3 separate regions of the Ovis aries genome follow, and regions 2 and 3 are each linked to region 1. A link is a contact called in public Hi-C data. All regions are on one chromosome and are shown on one strand. The core of a region is the stretch at or near the end of the contact, and the rest is flanking DNA. Distances in the headings are between cores, read along the strand shown.

Region 1 (4,813 bases), core at 1,205-3,704:
CAAGCCACGGGAACTTAGAAACTACAAGCTGTACAGGACTTATATAGCTTGTAGTTTCCATACAGAAACTACTCTGGGATGATTTTCTACTCTCTATACATTTAGTGCCTCACATAAAAAGCCTTCACACTTTCCATTCATGGATTAATCCTTATCCTCTGGGGTAATGGAGTGAGGAAAGTCTGTATTTTCTGCGCAATAAAGCTTGGGAACATTTGTTGAAACTTCATGCCAGGCCTTTTCCATTTATTATACCCACTTTGCAGATTGGGAAACTACAGTGCAAGGAGGTTAGGTCTCTTACCCGAAGTCACAAACCTAGTGAGATTCAAACCCAGAGTGCCTGAGACGTTTCATCGCCATTTCCTCCAAAGAAGTTAGTTCCTGGAGACAGAATCTGAACCTACCTGAATGGCGTGAACTTTCAAGGCTGCTGCCTCACCAAGCCTAGAATGCAAGCCACACCGTGAGACCAAGTGGTAATAAGAACACTGGGACGGGCAGATTATTTTAGCCAAGTGCAAAGTCACTAGGCCAAAAACTCATCTAGGGCCAAGCCAAGCACCGAGATGGCCGCGAGACCCTGAATGAATCCTGCCTCCCTCTAGTCATAGCTCAAAGATCAGCATCCTTAATGAGCCTAGGTAATGTGCCTTCCTCATGTCACTTGCTACCCCATCATTCTCCCTATTCTTCTCTTTAGTGTTTATAACCTGGGTAGTATCATTTAGTTATCATTTATATGTTTATTGCCTGTCTCTGCCCACTAGAATGTAAGTTCCACTTCTCTGGTGCCTAGAATGTCTGGCACATAGTAGACAATAAATAATTGATGAGTGAATGACTGAATAAATTAGTTATTTTAATTTAAATTTGCATCTGCACCTGGGGAAAACTCTACAAGCTCTCGGCAAATACACAGGCTTCTCTTCAGCTTAAGCAACTGGGACAATAGAAAGGGAGTCTAATAGCCAAACTAATAGGATGACACTGGAAAATGACAACAGGGTTAATCCAAGTGGGTTGGATCCAGACAGTTTCTAAAAGTTCCCTTGTAGGCATGGTAGCTTTCTTCTGGTCCCATGGGTGATGCCAGGATCCTCTACAGAGCAACTAACTAAGCCACCAGAAGCTCAAGCAAGTTCTCAGCAGTTAGAAGGCAGGAAGGGAAGGGGCAGTGGAGGGAGGGCTCCCTGGGAGAGGGCAGTGCAGAGGAGATGAGTCCAGGAAGCTCAGAGGAGGGGGCCTGCCCAACTCGCCTCCTGGTTCATCATCCCCGTCAGCAGCAAGGGAGCTCCCAAAGAGCCATGATCTCCTCCTCCTTCCCTCATGAGCAGCAAAAGGAGAAATGTCGTGTATGGCTAGTTCCTTTTGGGCATCTGTGCCCCACTGGGAATCAGTTCTATTTCACTTCAAAATTCAAAAAAAATTAAACAAAACAGAGGTTCCCTGATGCAGATGAGAGAGTCATCCATTGCTCATTTTTGTCTTCCTAGAAAGAACATAAACCAAACATGATCTCTTCCTGGTTTGGGGTACATTTTTTCAGGCTGACTTTTCTCACTCTCCTTTGAATACCTCGAGCAGAACACCCCTTGTGTTGTTAATGACTTCAAAGATACTGGGTCCACTGTGCAGCAAGTGATAAAAATGTACACAGCATGTGTTGGATAAATTAATAAACTCTCCAGAGCCTCCAAGTCCTCGGGCCCAGCAGCACCGTAATGAAATGTTATTCTGAAGTGGAGGAGGTGGGAAGGAGGAGAAGGGGAACAGTATTTAATATATGCAAATTAACTAGTATGCAAATTGCCACTAAGTTAAAAATAACGGACTGCTAGAGGAGCCCATTTTTTAAGCAGCTTGTTTATTCATTAGCCTAATTCCCATTATCAATCCTTCTGTTTTCTTCTTTATTAAGTACTCACATTTGGGAAGTTTGCTTCCTACAAATTGTTTTGCTCCAAAACCCATAACACTGGTTAGAACAATCACCATACATTAGCTTTCCTCCGCCTTGTTCTGATTTTGCCCCCAGCTCGTGTTCTCTTTCTCTCTTCCTGCTCCTTTCCCCCTACCAGCCTCACTTGCCTTGTGTCTCTGGCATCTTTTGTTTCTTGGATGAATGCGGCTCCCGAGAGGGCAGCATGGGGCAAGGGTGAAGGAAGCCTCCTGTCCTGCGAGGCCTTATTCCGGGGGGACCTCTTCTCCCAGCCACTGGCCCCCAGGCTGGATTCAGATTCAGAAGGTACCAGAATCTGGCTTTCCATCACCTGGGAGTGTGGACCACTCTCAGACCCCAGCCCCGTTGTGTCGCAACAGCCAGAACAGTGCGCACCCCAATTCGAGTCTGTATATGGCCTCCTCTGCTTCAAGACAGACCTTACACAATGTTCAGACAGATTGGCAGCCAAAATCCTCCTCTTTTGTCTTGGGATGCATCCACCTTGCTATGCGCAAGCTCTGGTGCCCCCCAGAGGCTGAGAACGGTACGGAGCGCTGGGATGGTCCTAAGAATGTAGGGCTAGAGGAAGGCTCGGAGGGGGTTCTCCCACACAAAGCCCCACCCCTGCAGTATGTCTAAGAGGGGCGCTCCTGAGAGGGTGGGCACCTGAGCACAGCTGGAGAGGGTGGAGGGGATAGGGGCTTTGCCAGAGCAACACAGGAGCTTGCAAGGCTGATTTTTGTTCTAACTGTTGTCATTTTTCACGTGGTTTTTAATCACATAGTTAATACAAAGCCTCAAGATCATTTTTTTACTGAGCGTGTGTCTGTACAGGGTGTTTGGACATGGCTGTGTGAAGCTGTTTGTGCAGACGTGTCCTGTGAAATGTGCCGTCTTAGAAGCTCGAACACCCACCTTGAGACTCCAGGGTCTCTCCACGCCTTGGAGAAGTTATGGCTGAGACCCAGGATGCAAGTGAAAGTCGCTCAGTCATATCCGACTCTGCAATCCCATGGACTGTAGTCCACCAGGCTCCTCTGTCAGTGGAATTCTCCAGGCAAGAACACTGGAGTGGGTTGCCATTCCCTTCTCCCCGACCCAGGGATCAAACCCAGGTCTCCAGCATTGCAGGCAGATTCTTTACCATCTGAGTCACCAGGGAAGCCCGAGACTCAGGATGACAAATCCTAAAGCTGGCGCTGCCAGGAGCTTTACTCCGCAGCAGGTTGTGCTGCAAGTCAAATGCAAGTGATACAACGTGAACACATTCTCCCAAAGCAAGTAACTCTGATTCTCACTCCTTCCTGAACTACCACAGTTGCTATTGCTTATAATTCTCTCAGGAGACATGCTATTTCAGATCAAGAACCACATTTTTCGGGTGTCAGATCCCGGCAACAACTTTGTTATCTCCCTGCTGAAGTGCCTATTATGTACCCAGGGGCCATGATGTCAAATGTGAAAGGTCACCCTGAGGCAGCTGCCTGGCATCATCCACAGATGGGAGACGGCTGGGGAAGGAATTTGCATCAGCTCCTGAACCTCCATCCTGTCCTACAATCTCCCATCCCTCTTAGAGCCAAAAATGGTGTCAAAAGGCCAAAGACCTAGAAGAGACAAGCAACATCAGAAATAGTCACTGACACTAAGTTTGAGATGGAGCCAGAAAGATAAATCATTATCATTTAAGCACCGAACATTTTTATACATACTGTCTTTGCAATATTTCCATAGACTGAGCAAATAAATCACCCTGCTCTTGACATTTTTAATAACTTTAAGAATGTGGTTAGGGTAATACTTAACTTTATTGACATATTGTATGGTTCATCCATCTCATCAAACCTCAATGAAACTTCAATGAATATTAACTGAGGACCCATAATGTACTAGGCACTGCCTGGAGAATCCCCAAAGCAGTCCTGTCCACCTCCCAGGAGCTCTTTCTCATCCGCCTGACTCCTGTTGAGGAAACCGATAGCCCACAGGGCAATGCTTGATGGAGTTGGGCGTAGAGACTGTTCTGATTTCAGCCGGTGGATTTGGTTCACTGGGTTTGGGGTGGGGGTGAGGGTGGGGAAACAACCTCTTCCTGAACTCTAGCTCCTTGAGAGTGCTCCCTTGAGCATTAGACATAGATATGATGAATGCAAAGAAGAGCGGACCAGAGGCCAGTCAGCACCCATACCTCAAACACAGTAGGGGTAGCCATAGGATGTTTTGCTAGAACATAATTTTGTTCTATCCCTGATTTCATAGAACAAAAGACAGAGATCCAGGGTAGGAACTTAAACTCACCAAAATTACCTCACTCTCTCATAGCTAGAAGTGTCTTGATTTTCAAGCCAACCCCCTTTGCAGTGGTAAGGGATAATGGTAGCATCTTTTACAAAGAGGTAGGGAGTAACAAGAAATGGGGTCAAATACCTCAAGGAATAACAATGACCCATTCTCAAACACCATCTGTAGGAGACAGTCTTCAGCACCTAGCTGCTCAAAGGCGCATGTTTCCTTTCTCATCTCCAGGACTGCTGTGAGCTGTTGCCTTTGCAAACATACTCTCACCTCCAACCCTCTTCTGAGTCATTCTTACTCATTCTCCAGGGCTAAACTGGGACATCATCTCTAAGAAGCTTCCCCTGGTCCCTCAAATCTTAGCTAAGTGCCCTGCTGTATATTTGCAAAGCCCCAGCTCCCACCCCATGTCCTCTGTCACGGCTCCCACCACAGTTCACTGTAATTGTCTTTTGCTTGTCTGCCTTCTTCAATCTTCTGTGACCCTCTGGAGAGCAGAGACTTTATCTTTCTTGCTCACTCAAAATTGTCTCCATAGGCCCTGAAGTTAATAACTCTTAAGAATGCGATTAA
Region 2 (4,813 bases), core at 798-3,297, 940 kb before region 1:
GTAATCCAGTGAATTTCAAGAATTAAACTGGTTTGGAAAGAACTGGTTAGCATGGCAGCAAAGACCCAAGACCACTGAGAAATTTTTTCTACTTTTCCAGTCCTTTGAGAAGAGGATTTCACAAACTTTCTTGGCAACTTGTCCCTCCTGCTTAACAACAGGAAATACTTCCTTATGTCTAGCCCCAATCCTTCATGCTTCAGCTAATCTATTTATTTCCTCTTAATCTCAGCAGGCTGTCAGGGGTTTGTCCTGGTGGGACAATGTAACATATGGGGAACACACATGATCACAATCAGATTGGAGGCAGAGTCCAGCTGCGCTGGTGGCACTTCCAAAACAGGTTGAACAGAAGTTAATTGCAGTTGTGGTTTTCGCCCGTTTGCCTCGTCCCACTCTCCCACCCTACCCGACCCTCTATGCCCTTCTGTAGCTTCAGGGCTGCCATCCTGAGCCTTGCAGCAAAAGCTTTCTGAGTTCGGTCAGTTCCAGTTTTTCACTGACTTACTAATGAATGTGGTCAAACTGTCCCATCCACTTCTACCCGATTTCCGGGTAAAATATTCCCAAACCTTTATCACGTTCTCGTCTTGGCACCATGCCAGGAAGTTCCTTGCCTCGCCTCACAGCTTGTGTGGGAACGACGTGCTCCACGTATACATGAGAAAACTCTGAGAAGCCACGAGAAGGCACTCAGTGAATTTAATATAAACATCCCGGCCGTATTTTTTCAAATGCTGCATAAAACCCCCAGCCTCGCGGGAGTTTGCAGCACCTGCAGCTCTGCATATCGGACAGCAGGGGACGCCCGTGCCATTCCACTGGCCGCTAGAACGCCTCGATCGGGAAACAAAGATGGGGATTTGAATAAAAGACTTCAAAATACAACCCCGAATTCTACCCTGAGCAGCATGCGTGTAAAAATTCATGAAGATTGGATTTCATTTCATGTATTTTTACTTCAGTGGAAAGAAATGCAGGTGTTGTCTGTGCCTACAGCTGTCTTTACAAGGAGCGGGGGGCGCCTGGTTAAATGAGCAGGGAGGAGTTGCTGATGCTCCCAGGCTCTTGGAGAGGCTGGGCCACCGTCTCCTGCTTGGGACAGCTCCTATTTTGCTGGGTGGCATCCTTTGTGTGCTCCAGAATGTATAGACTAATTATATTGTTTTGTAGAGGATGCAAGTTGTTCCCAGCAGGACTAGCAGCCAGCTCTGGGTCCAGTGAGTGACATGAGTCACAGAAGGCACTTATTATTTTGATGAAACACAGCGCATTTCTTTCAGCCCATAAAATCAAAGGGGTGAGAAAAGGCTGTTTCCAGGGTGTAAAAACTCCTCTTGTTTCCCTGTTGTGGTGCACAGCAGTTCTGCCTCTGCAGCCTTTGTGCATTTTCCAGGCGTGAGTGACACAGTGCTGAATGCCTGGGTGGCAGAGCCTGCCAGAGGACGCTGGACACAGGCCAGGGCAGCTCAGCCCACCGTGGTGTACTGCCCTTGTGTTCCAGGACCCCCAGCCTGGTGGAGGATGGGCCCCCTGAGACATTCCTCTGGACCGGGTTCATGCTGGGGGTGGTGGGGATCTTTGTGGGGTGGGACCTTAGGGAGAAGATGGACTGGAGTGTTGGGAGCCTGGAATTTGAAACAAGCTTGGGCAAGGGCAGCAGAGCCTTTGCTCTGGGATGGCTGGGGCAGTGCTGCAGCCCCAGAACGAAGGATCAGCTGATACAGTACCTGGTTAAGTGCTCCACGAACATTTGTTGAATACACAAATGTGAGGATGAAGGCAAGGGCGCCGTGAGGATCCCCAGCAGCTTTGGCTGTAGCCAGCCCAGGGCATCCGGAGCGGCAGTGCAGGGAGGGGAGTGCTAGGCAGCGCTGGCCCTTCCAGGCCCAGGCCCTGGCAGGCAGGGCTGCAGAGCTGAAGGAGTCAGGAGGGCAGGTGAGGCCACCTCCAACCTCTCCACGTGCTGGGATGGTGCTGCAGCGGCCATGCAGGGCCTCGCAGGGCCTCTCCATCCTTCCCTCCTGCTGCCCTCATTGGAGCCAGTCTTTCTGCTGTTGCCATGGCAACACTGGCCTGAGGTGCTGCTAAGGGCCGGCTGGGCAGGCGAGACTTCTCAGGCCTGAGCAAACAAGGAGCTCTGGACGGTCCCTACAGAAGGTCGACCCTGGGGGTCTCTCTTGAGAGGAAGGAAGGGACATGGGATAGAAACTGCTCCCAGGGCAGGTCGAGGTCCCCCAGGTGTGACCTTGGTGGTAGAGATCTTGGGGCTGGTGGGACCCTGCTATTGTGGGGGCCCCCAGCGCTGCAGTGTTCTTACTGCTTTACCTGAAGTCTTTATTGAGGGTTATTGCCAGGGGTCTCTAAGGGCCCAGAAGCCTCCTGGGGTTCCCAGTGTGGGTTTCAGGTTGGGGCCTGAGGCACAGGCTCTTAGAGGGCTTGCAGGAGCTGAGTGAACTGCTAATAGACCAAGTAGACGGAATTAATCTCTCTGAGAGCAGAGTCAGGGGTCTTACATTCTGAGACTAGGGTGGCTGGACTGCCATACATCCCTGCCTCTCTGGCCCCCACCCAGAAAAAGAGCAGGCACTGGCTGCTCTCGGCCCTGAAGTCTCCCATGACCTTTCTGGTGCCACATTTCAGGCACATACAGGGATTGTGGAGGCCCTCAGGCCCCGGGCTAGTTGGGGGGCAGTGAGCTTCCTCTCTGCACCTTCCTTCTCAGGACCTGGAAGAATAAGAAGCGGCATCGGGAATGCAGGAGATGGTCAGGTCTGGAAAGAAGACGACAGTCTGACCTCCCCTGGGGTCCTAGAGTTGGTGAGAAGCTCTGTGCAGCTGCTGGGAAGGGGCTTGAGCATTCAGGGTGACTCAGCCCCGTGGACCACGCCCGCTTCTCTCTCCCCATCGCGGGAACGTGTTTGGCCCCGGGCAGCAGTCCTGCTTCCCCGCACCAGCCTGAGAACAAGGACAGCGTTAGCATGAGAAGGCGGGTGTCTGGGCAGTGAACACAGTTACAATACCCTGGATTTACATAGCACCTTTGTCGTCTAAAGGGCCTTTGCCTCTGTCCCCTTGGCCACTGACATCGCAGCCTCCGGCAGAGCAGGAACACGAGGCAGAGGTCCAGAAGGGATTCCATGCAGACTCAGTGGTGTCCGGGCTCTGTGCGTGGCCCGGCAGGGGTGGGGGTGGCAGGTGGCCCTCACTGGGCGTTGACCTGGTACTTGAGGATGTAGGAGTAGAAGCTGTGGTTGGCATTCTCCAGCACCATGACGTACACCTCCCGGCAGCCTGCGGTGCTGCAGCTGCCCTCCCAGTAGCCCTCGGGGCTCAGGGTCAGCGGCCACGTGTCCTGCCCCTTCACCAGGGCTTTGGCGACGCCGTGCAGCTTCAGTTTGAACGGGACATTGCGGTTGGCGGGCAGCACGCCCGACAGTGGCTCCAGCAGCTCATTGTCCACCCCCCAGTTGCCAAAGCTCTCGGGGAACACGGGCCAGTTCACCTTGGTGTTGGTACAGCAGATGAGGTAATTGAAGACGAAGAGGTAGTTGCCTGGTTCCTGCCTCTTCTTGACGAAGATCTTGAGTGCAAACTTGCCGGCGTGGGGCAGCTGAACCTTCAGCTCCGTCTGCTTCTCCCGGTGCAGCTGGAAGATGTAGCGTCGCTGGGTCTCTTCGGTGACGGGGCCATCGTCTCCGTGCAGCGAAGCCAGGACGCTGATGCCCTCCTCCACACCGAAGCTGACGGAGCAGCGCCCGTCGCTGGTATAGATGACGGGCTCGGGGTGGGACGGCTTGGTGATGCCCATCTGCTCCGAGAACCAGCTGGGGCCCACGGGCTGGTGCAGCTCAGCCGGCAACCGGACGTCCATGTCTGCACAGTGGCACTTGAGCGTGTACTCCAGCACGGAGCTGTAGATCTCCGAGTTGCCCTTGGCAAAGATCTGCAGCTTGTAGGTGCCCGCGGTCGGGGGGTACACATCCAGCTTCATCCCATTCTTCCGGAGGCTCAGCAGCCCGTGCTCCTGCTTGCCATTGAGCATGAACATGAACAGCGTCGGAGCACAGCTCTCGATGGTGACCGTGGCCTTTCCATTCACTGTGGGGAGAGCCAGGATCAGGTGAGAGGAGCCTGACCTGTGCTGACATGCTGGTAACCGTGTAACAATAGGATCTCTGGGTGGGGAACCCTGACTTACAGCGTCTGCCCATTTCCCTGGTGGGAATACCTTCACCCAGTCATTTTAAGCCACCAGCATGACCTCACTGAACATTATATAAGCCGGTGGCAGCACGCCTCTGGAGGGGTTCTCACCCCTCTGGGCGGTTCTCTTCAAGAACCGCAAGCTGGGGGTGGTGGGTCTCAAGAAAAATTTGCCCCCAGTCATATGTGTTGCCTTGCCCATTTGATTCACATCAGGTGAATGTTGCCAGGGGGCTTAACCTGATTCCAGGGCAGGGGAGAGGGCTGAGGGGCACGGAGGGCCAAGACCCTGGTTGGAAAGCCATCTCTGACTCTGCCTCCAGTCTCAAGGCCTGCTTCACCCTGCTCCCTTCACAGCTGGCATGTCAACAATCACCTTAACAACTCGTTGGATGCTTCCCTCCTGGAGACTGTGCTCCAGGGACAGAAGCGCTTCCTTGCGGGTCCTCCCGCACCCCCACCTCCACCCTCCACTCCAGGCCGTGCTTCCGGAATGGAGTGGAGTGCACGAGAGGATCGCGTGCATCCCACACGCGCCTCGCCCCTTGCCCTCCAGTGCTGTCTTCCTCTGTCCTGGTCAGTGCTGTGGGGCACAGTGGGGGTTAGT
Region 3 (4,813 bases), core at 1,632-4,131, 740 kb before region 1:
ACAGCTTGAAACTCCTAGACAGTGGCCGCCAAGCCTCCCTGAGCAGCAGAACCCATCAGGGTGTAGACTGTAAAAAAACATCTGTGGCCCTACCTCATCCCTACGACTTACAATTCTCAGGGTGAGCCGTAGGGGCCAGAAGATACTAACCTGGTGATCCTTGTGGTCCTGGCACAGTGCAGAGTGCCTGGCATAGTTCTTGGCATTCCTGCACTTGTGATGTCCCAAGGTCCTCCCAGGAGGGAGGTTTGCAGTTGGATAATGCCTCAGCCAGGTCTGGAAGAGCCATTCTGTACCCACACAAGGAGACGTAGCACAAGACTGTGAGCGAGAGAGACAGTTAGGGGACACCAAGGCTTCCTGAGAGAGGTGCGCTTTGGGAAGAAGTTGAAGGCAGGAAGTTTATTTCATTTCAGTTTGCACAAAAACATCTGGTACAATGCTTGTATGCAGCAGGTGCTCAATAAACACCTGTTCTCACTACCCACCACCACCCTTTAGCTGGCACCTTGCTGACTCTCTAGTCCTTCCCATTACCTGACACCTCTTTCCTCTTTGTGGTCATCCTTCTCCACGACTCCATAAGCTCTCTCAGAGCAGGGGCTGTGTCTGTGTCCCTACAGCCTTGAGCAGGCCTGCCTGGCTAGCAGTCATTACCCAATAAATTTCCCTGGAATAAGTGGGTGAGTGCATGCTAACCAGATGCAAGGGAAGGAAAGCCTGGGCTGTGTTTAGGGGATCAAGCTGGTTGAACAGCCTGGCCCATAGGGAGGCTGGTGGAGTCTGGGCTGAGATGGCAGGTTCCAGGGAGCTTGTGGAGGAGTCTGGATGCCAGCCCAAAGTGGTCCGTCTTTCTTTAGCAGACAATGAGGAGCCATTAGGTTTCTGTACTGAGAAGAGATAAGATCAAGCTTGGCTGGAGGAGGACTGGTTTGGCAGCAGAAGGATTAGGGAAGGGAGGGGTTGGAAGCTGGGTGGCCAAGGCATTAGGCTGGCCCTAGGACAGGCTCATGAGCTTGGGACAAGGGAGCAAGCTGTGGCAGAGGGGACTCTGCCTGATATGTCTCTCCTAAGACTGTGGTGTAACAAAGGACAGAAAGGAATCTGAGACTCATCTATCTGTTCATCCATAGCGGGAGGGCTGGAGACAGAACAGGTGAAGCTGCCGAGGAACTCAGCAAGCAGAGGTTCCAAGGACGGAGCCTGGTCGGGGAACCTCCTTCACAACTGAAAAGGGAACAGTAAGAAGTGCTAAGACGGGTAGGAGGAAAGTGGGCACCATGGAAACTGAGGCAAGAGCTCCAGGAGAACTGGTCCTTAACGTCAGGAGTGCTGAAGGCTTAGGAGGGCTATGGGTAATGGGAGCACATTCTTCCTGGGATGATGGCTTCAGAGTCGTTGGGATGTACCTGGTGCAGTGTGATGGGGCAGAGGGCAGCTGGCACTGTGTTGAGGAGGAGGAGGGAGTGAAGGCCAATGCTGAGGCAGCTGGGATGGAGGGTGGTGGAGAGGGAGGTAGCCTGAGTTAGAGAGGGGAAGCAAAACAATGTCAGAATGGAGATAGGAGTCTGGCTAGGACTGACTGAATAGGAGCAGTCCCAAGCAGAGGAGAGACTGAACATTTCAGGGTGGGAGCTTGGTTTGGCAACGCTGTTAAGAGGAGAGCAGGGAGCATGGACGAGGCCATCACATTTGCCCACTGTCAAGTCATTGACAAATCTGGGAAAGGCTTGGTGGGAAAGAGGTGACTGTCGTGGGGAGGGGTGGCCTAACGGGTCGTCGCTGATCCTAAAGGAGGAGACCATCAGCAGGTTTGGAGACGGGGGCGGGGGCGGGGGGGCGGTACAGTGAGGACGCTTCTCCCGCATAGCGTTACAGCCTCGGGGCAGGTCCTTGATCTTAAGCCGTCTGGCTAAAGAAAGCAGAGCTGGGGAAGCTGGGCTAGGGAGAATCACTCCTGCCTCCAATGCCCGGTCCCCCTCTGCAGTCCTTGTAGTCCTTCCCCCACAGTACGGGGGCCTTCCCCTGCCCACTTCCTTGCAGAGCTCTCCACTGTCCCTATTGCATTACGCCCCTCTAGGGGGTTATGTGACCGCTGGTCATTCCCACCTGACCTGTTTTCTGGGATTGGGGCCCTCAGCGGACGTTCACAGAACACATGGGGAAGTGAGAAGTCGGGGGCTTCTTGGGGAGGAGAGCAGCAGGGAGCTGGATAGGAAGCATATCCCTTGCTCTGCACACTGGGCTGATGCCCCCAGATTCTCTGAACCTCATTCATTCAGTCAGCAGATGCACGCCATGACCTTCGACGGGCCAGGCACTGTTCTAGGCACTGGCTATTCTGCAGTGAACAAAGCACACACGAATCCCAGGAATGAAGACCCCATTCTAGTAAGGAGAGACCCACAATAAACAGGATAGCTATAAAACCACATGTTAGGTGAAGTGCTATGGACAGGAGGAATAAGGTGTACCATTGGGCTTGCATTAAACAGGGTAGTCAGCGTAGTCTTGCTGAGAAGATGAAAGAAGAAAAATTTGATTATTTAAAGCTCACCTAAACCTGGTGGGCTGTAAAGGGAAGGGCCTGGGTCCGTTCCTTCCCTTGGCCCCCTAAATCAGGGCGTGGAGAGCTAGGGCCGGCCTGTGCGGTTCTCCGAGAGCACCACCAGGGGGAGCCCCGACCCCTCCTAGCGCCTTCCGAGCCCTCCCGCACAGCCTTGCAAGCAAAAGTTTTTCTTAAACTAACAATGCCAGTGTAAGGAGGTGCTCGTGCCTGATTGGATGGGGGAATTTTGCAGGTTTGATTCCTTGATTGGACAGGAGGTGTTAGGGGTGGGGAGAGAGCTGGTGGTGGGGGATCCCGCTCCCTCCCCCTTCAGTCTGGCCGGCTCCGTCCTCTCGTAGGCTCGGCTGTAGCTCGCAATGTGACACCAGGACGCACACGCACTCGCGCGCTCTACCCGGCTCGCACTCCCTCGCCCTCTCTCTCTTACACACAGGCACGCACACACCCACCTCTCCCATAAACACACACACACACATGCACACCCACAACCACGCGCGCCCGCACCGCCCCACGCGCGCACACTCCCGCCCACGCCCACGCCGCGCTCCGGGAAGTCCGGTCCCGGCCCGAGCGCGAAAGGATACGGAGAAGCCACCGGCGGGGAGCGCAGCGGCGCCCCGGGACGCGGCGCCCTCCCCGCGCGGCCGCCTCGGCTCGGGCTCGGCCTGGGGGCCGCCGGCCGGCGATGGCCCTGGATTTCCTGCTGCTGCTCCTCCTGGCATCCGCAGTGGCCGCAATGGAAGGTAACGTAGCCTCCGCGGAGCAAGTTGACGGCTGTATCCCCGGGGCTTCTCTGGCTGCTACGCGTCGCCCTCATCCCGAGACCCGAGGGCCGGGTTGTGGGAGAGCGTCGGCCACGACCGAGCGCGGGGCTGGGGCGGCACCCACCCGCGCGCCCCCGGCTGGCTCTCGGCACCCGCAGCTGGTTCGCGGAGCCCCCTGGCTCCCGCGCTCCCTAGCAGCCCTGGTCGCCCGCAGCCTCGGGGAGCACGGAGCCCGCTGCATTGCGGTGCAGGCTCCTGAGCTCCGGCGCAACTGGGCGTTGGGGAAGAAGGGGCGCCTCTGGCCGTCCCGCCGCTGGAGTGCGGGCGTCTGTCCGCTCCCTTCCTATCCCGGGCACCGATGCCCTTAGGCTGCCGCGCGCCACCTCTCCTTTTCCCCCGCTCCGGGTCCGCAGGCTCCGGGACTCGGCTCGGCAGGCTGGCGCTGCGCGCGGGGACCGGAGATGCTCTGCCCTGGTACCCTGCAAGTCGCTGCCGAATGATAGGGGCTGAGTTAGATGGCCCGACTCTCGGGGACAGCTTGGTGGTCCGGGAGCCTACGGGCTGCATTCTTTCCGAGTCAGTCGGGGAGAAGTGGACACCTTTGTGGCCTCTTGCACCTGAAAACGAGGGTGGGGTAGGGTGGGTGATTGGTCCTGCCGAAAGTCGCCCAGTCTCCCCCTTGGCTGGGAAAGGTAACCTATTCGCAGCATTGCTCTCCCGGCTACTTCAGCCTTGACTGTGCCTCCGCCGCCGCCGCGGCGGGGAAGGCGCGCTCGGCGGGCACCGCGCCTGGCGCAGCAGGGAGCTCCGCGCTCGGCGGCGCCCGCGAATCCCTGTGGGAAATCCCTGCCCCGCTCCCGCCTCCCGCCACCCGCCCTCTTCTCCCGCCCCATTCCTCGCAGCTGAGCGGCAGTCGCACCCACCTCCGGAAACACAGCCCGGCCTGGAGCGGAGTTTAGTGCCGGGATGAAAGCAACTCGGGAAAATGCGCACCTCAGCCCCGCTCGCAGTCCCCGTGTCCGGCGCGGGTGAAACTCCTTCGAAGGATTTCGCGCGCGGCCCCCGGCGCCGGCGCCGCCTGCAGAGCTGGGAGCTCGCTCCGCTGGGCTACCCGGGTCCTTGTTCTGCTGCTACTGGTTGCCCAGCGGAACCCTCCACCCGCCCCACAGCCCCGTGGTTCAGCGCCCCGACCCCTCCGGAAAGCGCTGCCCTTCTCCAAGCGAAACTGGGGCCTTTTGGCCCCCGGCGGGGCTAGGATTCCCCGGCCTGGTGGTGAAGACCACTACATCCCGCGTTCATTCTGGTGGCGGCGCGGGGGTGCGGCGATTAACGCCTGGAAAGCTCGCTTGCTTTTCTGAAGGTGGTTTTTTGTCTGCCCTGCGCGTGCCTCTGCCCTTTCCGGCTGCTGGGTCTTTGTGCTTGTGGGTTGCTTTTGGGGTCGTGCAGGGACTGGAGCATTGTGGGGCGCCATCAACGCCCC

What was found. Hi-C and Micro-C count contacts between places; a contact is called where the count stands out from the background.
Region 2: a Hi-C map of hypothalamus shows a contact between it and region 1, with 7 times the contacts expected there. The contact joins two enhancer-like sites. A contact is called at or near these places in 2 of 16 Hi-C or Micro-C datasets (hypothalamus and tail adipose tissue).
Region 3: a Hi-C map of hypothalamus shows a contact between it and region 1, with 8 times the contacts expected there. The contact joins the promoter of EPHB1 here to the enhancer-like site in region 1. A contact is called at or near these places in 4 of 16 Hi-C or Micro-C datasets (hypothalamus, liver, muscle and 1 more).

The regions. Positions count from the first base shown.
Region 1 is chr1:254,449,407-254,454,219 of ARS-UI_Ramb_v3.0, reverse strand. No RefSeq gene overlaps it. Among named protein-coding and RNA genes, the nearest start is that of PPP2R3A, 480 kb to the right of the region's middle. Within about 2 kb of position 2,454, at least 2 of the 54 cell types and tissues checked have an H3K27ac peak or open chromatin away from gene starts, as enhancers often do. A contact at or near this core is called in hypothalamus, where this site is marked.
Region 2 is chr1:255,393,170-255,397,982 of ARS-UI_Ramb_v3.0, reverse strand. KY (kyphoscoliosis peptidase) reads right to left here. Exons shown (of 10, transcript XM_027960214.3): 10 at 1-4,101. The coding sequence ends at 3,206. Among named protein-coding and RNA genes, the nearest start is that of KY, 47 kb to the right of the region's middle. Within about 2 kb of position 2,047, at least 6 of the 54 cell types and tissues checked have an H3K27ac peak or open chromatin away from gene starts, as enhancers often do. A contact at or near this core is called in hypothalamus, where this site is marked.
Region 3 is chr1:255,193,462-255,198,274 of ARS-UI_Ramb_v3.0, reverse strand. It overlaps EPHB1 (EPH receptor B1), which reads left to right and starts at 2,881. Exons shown (of 16, transcript XM_027960197.2): 1 at 2,881-3,312. The coding sequence starts at 3,255. LOC105604319 (a long non-coding RNA gene) reads right to left here and starts at 3,202. Exons shown (of 4, transcript XR_006057184.2): 1 at 700-3,202; 2 at 112-321.